2 separate regions of the Triticum aestivum genome follow, and region 1 is linked to region 2. The links are chromatin contacts, called in public Hi-C maps. All regions are on one chromosome and are shown on one strand. The core of a region is the stretch at or near the end of the contact, and the rest is flanking DNA. Distances in the headings are between cores, read along the strand shown.

The links. A called contact is a pair of places that touch in the nucleus more often than the background predicts.
Region 1: a Hi-C map of leaf shows a contact between it and region 2, with 7 times the contacts expected there. The contact joins the promoter of LOC123181492 here to the promoter of LOC123181490 in region 2. A contact is called at or near these places in 2 of 5 Hi-C or Micro-C datasets (both in leaf) and 1 of 1 datasets of contacts at active chromatin or transcription factors (leaf).

What each region holds. Positions count from the first base shown.
Region 1 is chr1D:284,791,870-284,794,569 of IWGSC CS RefSeq v2.1, forward strand. It overlaps LOC123181492 (probable xyloglucan endotransglucosylase/hydrolase protein 29), which reads left to right and starts at 1,354. Exons shown (of 4, transcript XR_006491750.1): 1 at 1,354-1,650; 2 at 1,807-1,907.
Region 2 is chr1D:284,057,910-284,060,652 of IWGSC CS RefSeq v2.1, forward strand. LOC123181490 (inactive poly [ADP-ribose] polymerase RCD1) reads right to left here and starts at 1,317. Exons shown (of 7, transcript XM_044593756.1): 1 at 1,089-1,317.

The sequences.
Region 1 (2,700 bases), core at 104-2,603, 730 kb after region 2:
GGCGTCGAAAATAATTCTCCGGAAAAACAGGTGATGATGCAAAGTAGTTGTGCACCAACCGTTTGTGCGCATCAATCCGTTCTCTCCGAATGAACGCACGACCATAAACGGAACCACCGTGCTTCGGTTTCTTCCTCTTGTGCATGGCCACTAGCATAGCAATCTCCTCTTCTTCATGCAAATCAAATTCCTCGTCCGACGATGAATCATCCACGAAAGAGGAGTCAACCGAGCTCATCTACAATTCAAACAACCACCGTCAATCATACTATCCAATCCCAAGTTAAATCATCAAGTTTTGTCATTTTTTTACCTTGGGGAATTCCGTCGAACACCTTGTGCGCGCGGTGGAAGAAGATGGCCGCCGGTTGGATTGGCTGCTGCGGACGGCTGCGGTCGGCTCCGGACGGTGGCGGTGATAAGAAATGAGGTAGGAGGCCGGCCAAGAGGAGCTCGGCGGGCGGCGCAGACTAGTTCGGCAGCCGGGCGGAGGGCTTGGTGCGGCGATCGTGTGGCCGGCGCAACGGCCGTGGACAGGCTCACAGCCGACGGGAGGAGGTCGGCGGCAGCCTATAAGACCCGGCGGAGGCCTACAGCCGGACCGTCGGAGGGGCCGAATCCCGCGCCGGCTGCCACCCGATTCGGCGGCGTCCGGACGGCGGCGGGGAGGCGACGGCGGCGGAGGGCGGCGGCGGGGATGTGGGGTGGTGGCGGCGCCGACGGTGAGGTTTTGGGCGGTCGCGGCTGCGGATTCCGGCCGGCTGTTCTTCGGGCGGGCGGACGGGCGCGGGCGGGAAAGGAAATGAAGTAGCGGTTGGGCGTTCGCGGGCGGCTGCTGGTTTTGGACCAGATGCACCTTGTGATGTATATTTGCACCGCGAGGTGTTGTATTTACATCACGAGGAGGCCGCGGTCCAATTTTTTTTCATATGAACCGTCTATTGGAGCAGCGTTTTTTGCCCCAGACGGTTCAAAAGTTAGATATTTTTACATATGGACCATCTATTGGAGATGCTCTAAAGCAGATGAATAAATGGATCGTCTAGATTAGGCCGTCCGCTTTAACTCACTCCAGGATAGATGTCACATGATTTGTTGCGGAAATAGAACGATAGAGATGCATGAGAATAGGTTCAAAAAATCCGTTAAAAAAAGAGAATAGGTCCAAAAAAATTATGTATGAGAATTAAGTGCATTTTTGTTTGGTCAAATATAAGCATTACTCGTATTAGAGATAGTATAATACTCCGGGCCCACAAGTCGGCGTAGGCCGCCGGCGGCTCCGCCAAAAAGGAACTGAGCCCAATCGCATCGTCTCGACAAAGGAAACATAAGATGACATGCATATATATCGACGCGCGCGGCACAGGCACGCCACACGGACACAGAAATACATACACGCATAGAGCCGCGGCTGCCTCCTGCGTGCAGGATCGAGCTCCGTCGATCGATCGGACTAGCGAGTTGCCATGGCAGCAGCCAGTGCTCTTCTCATGGCGGCTCTCGCGGTCTTCGCCACGGCCGCGGCGGCGGCGCTGGACACGTCGCCGGTGCCGTTCGATGCCGGGTACGCGCCGCTCTTTGGGGGCGACAACCTCGTGCGGTCGGTGGACGGCCGGAGCGTCACGCTCAAGCTGGACCGATACACCGGTGAGTAATTCAATCAATGGAACGGTATGTATTTCCGATACCCGTTTACATACCCTGATCGCGATCAAAGTAGATTTGGTTTTCGGCAGTTATTTGATCGCTCCATCGATCGAGAACCCGATAATTATTCCAAACTAAGTGAGTATGACGATGCAGGGTCTGGGTTCATATCCAAGTCGGCCTACCGCCATGGCTTCTTCGGCGCTTCCATTAAGCTGCCGGCCGACTACACCGCCGGCGTCGTCGTCGCCTTCTACGTACGTGCCCCAGCCTAGCCCCCCCTGTTCCAGTTTGATCCTTTTATTTACTTGCTTCGTTCGATCGATTAATCAGCTGGGTCACTTGATATTTCGACATGACTAAGCCTAGAAATCAACTCTACTTACGCTGGTGACTGGTCTAGGTAGATCGATTGACCATACATGTCCTACGAGTTAACCAGTGATCCACAACACACTTTGATCATGAACAATTCTCCGCTGGCTTGTCAGCGAACAGCACCACAATCCACCGGGTGGAACCGTGTAAAGTGCTGCTCGTTCTTGTCCGTGGAAACGGCTGAACAAGTGTAGCTGCGTACCACGCGGCGGGAATGGAGGAGAAATTCCATCTACTTTCCCCTCCGGTGCTGGTGCAGTGCACACCGGTCAGCATCATGTCGATCGCTTTCGCTTTAGCACCGCCCTAACACCGGTCCTGCTAGGTAGGCGTACACGAAACACCCATCCGCCATCAGCCCGAGAAAAAGAAGATACGCGCGATATATACTAAGCTATTGGTGTAGAAATGGACGTCCATCATCTTGGCGTGCGTCGACCAGTTGCCCTGCAGTATGGGTAATCTATCGGTCTAAGCTAGCTCGATCCATCTCGGGTGGTTGCATTGCATTGGTGGGATGTGTCGACATCGATGGCTAGCGAGCTGGCTTTTCTGGCCTGAAAATTGTTGCTGATTTTATTACCCTACTTGGCCCGAACAACGCTAGTGAGGCCGAGTGATGGTTTGTTAATTCTATCTCTTTTTGTTCACTTCAAGAAAGAAATTTATGCT
Region 2 (2,743 bases), core at 67-2,566:
AACAGAAAAAGGACAAAAAAACTAGAATATCTTAAATCAAGCAAACAGAATATATGCAAATCAAAGATCTCAGTACTCTGTCGGCAGCTAAACATACGAGTAAATTCCCCAAAACTATCATGTTACATAAGCACGACAAACAACGAACTAGATAAAATAAAATAAAAAGCAAAATACTTCAATATGGAATTATCTATTGATTTGCACCCATAAAGTCCTCATATGCAGAAGCCGCCATTTGTTGAAGGGTGTGAGCACAAGAGTTCAGTCATATATAGCGCGCTTGAGACAGCTATTGCATTAATGGGCTCAGAAATTACAATTATCACCCGGAACTATCATGTATTCATTTGCGCGCGAAAATTATGCTTCGTAAACCAAATATTTGAAACAGCTTGCCTAATCAGGAGAACAGGGCTTTAAAAAACCTACTGCATTAATTGGGCTCAAAATTTATAATTATCACCCCAAACAAACACATATTCATCTAAGCGCGAAAAACGCTTCGTTGACCAAATATTTGAAACAGCTGGCCTAATGAGAAAATCACAGGATATATGGCTTGAAAAAATCTATTGCGTTAATAACGGGGCTCAGATATTACGATTACGACGCAGAACTATCATGTATTCACCTGCGCACGAAAATATGCTTCGTAAGCCAAATATTATTTGAAACAGCTGGCCTAATCAGGAAATTACATGAAGTAAAAGGCAAATGATGTCTCAAGTTGAATCTAGCAAAGTTGTGATGAAAATAACTAGTTCCTCACCACACAAACAAGATGGAGATAAGCTAACGCGAAATTCACAACAAAGATGGAATTTTTAATATTTAGCGAGTCAAGGGTGCACGGAATCCACTACGTAAATCCTAAATCTACAACTTTAGCAGTCAACAACCAGCTTCCCGGTGCCAGAGATGATCGAAACCGAACAAAAAAGCCTAGCTAATTCTCACAAAAGAAAATACACCAGATCGAACATATACAGATATAAAATTATCACACACGGCCTAACAATCGGGCGGGTCGCGTAGATCCATGCACGGGGCGAGCCGAATCGATCGATTCACCGACCGACGCTTACCTAGGGTTAGCGGCAGCATCAGCAGGGGTCACGGCGTAGGATATTGAGCGGTTCATCTTGCCCGATCTAACCCCCTGTCACCCCCCCCTAGGACTCCCCTACGGAGCCCACTTTATCCCCCGGCTGCGATTGCCGGAGCTACCCCGCCGAAGACGCTCCCTCGGCCGGCGGCGATACGTGGCTGGTCAAAGCAAAGGACTCGGCTCGGAGAATCGCTGCGGCGGCGGCAAGGGGGCGGGGGCGGGGGCGGGGCCAAAGGCGAGAGGAAGGTCGGGGGTAGAGGAGCCGTGCGGCGGTGGGGGAAATATTATTGGGCGGAGAAATAACGCGGGTCCACGCCTTTGTCGTGCCCACTTGCGACCTTATTGTGCTCCACCCACCGCCTCCGCGGCCGACACGCGGGTCCTGGTGCGGGTCGGGCCCGCCTGGCGGTGGGGCGGGGTGCGCTAAACTTGGATGCCAAGTTGCGTGGCCGGAACGATTTTTCTTGGGCCGTAAGCAAAATGGGGACGCCGTGATGCCGACATCCAGCGATCGGACGGTTCACACCCGCGGTCAACGTTCTCTGCCCCGCCCGCAGCCGTCCGTCCGTCCGTGATGCCAGATATTCGCCGTCTAGCACTAGTTTTTTTTACGTCCGGACCGGTTGCGTGCATTATTGGGGTTCGTTCATGTCGAGTACGGGGTGACGTGCTCCTGATGGAACTTCGTGTTGGCCTCCGATTTGATTTTCTTATGGCTTGGGTATACATCGCAATTGCACTGCATGTTTCACGAACCTATCTATCAACCGACGTAGTATGTATCTATACGATACATACCACATGTAATTAAGTAAGTATGCTCTCGTCGAGGCTGCGTACTTTCAAGACTATTTCTGTCCCAGTCATCGGCAGCCATACCAGAGAAAACGAAGCTCGTTTGAAAAGGCTAGCCCTTAATTTACTCGCGACTCTAAGTGGCAGCATATAGATGTTCGAGTCATTTTCTTATAAGCTCGTCGCCGTTGGAGGTGCAGTTTTCTTTTCACACAATTAGTTGGTCAATAAGACCTTAATCGAGTCAGTGTAGTTGACTATGTTGAGCTCTAGTTGCCTTGGGTGCATGAACTGCTTGGAATTCAAAGTATTGCTTCTTCTTTGTCTTGTATGATTTTTTTCTAGAATACACACGAGTGTGTATCATAAATTGATACTCCCTCCTTCCCATTTTGTCAGACGTATTAGTTTTTACATGCAGTCTCAATATGTAAGACGCATGCAGTCGATTTCCTCTCTGGAGTTGTTATAGAGTATCGCTAATTTCCTGGAGATGGTCCCAAGAGGTCGTGCATGCCTTCCTCCTCGTTTTTTGAGTCGTGGACGCTTCCTGCTAAGATGGCTCAATTAACGATGATTGATGCGTTAATTTTCGTGCTAAAACTAGTATGCCTAACAATATGGTAAGGAGGGAGTAGAAGAAAGGGGTGAAGAGCCCACCATCATAGCGTTACAACAATAAATTTTACGTTTCTGGACGCAAAATAACACCGTATGCCCTAGAACCGCACACAACTACTTGTCGCTACCTCACCCATCAAGCGTTGCAAAAAAGAGAGATAGATCTCCTCTAAGTAGGTCATCCGAACTCCAAGTACTACCCTCCTTGGCCACATT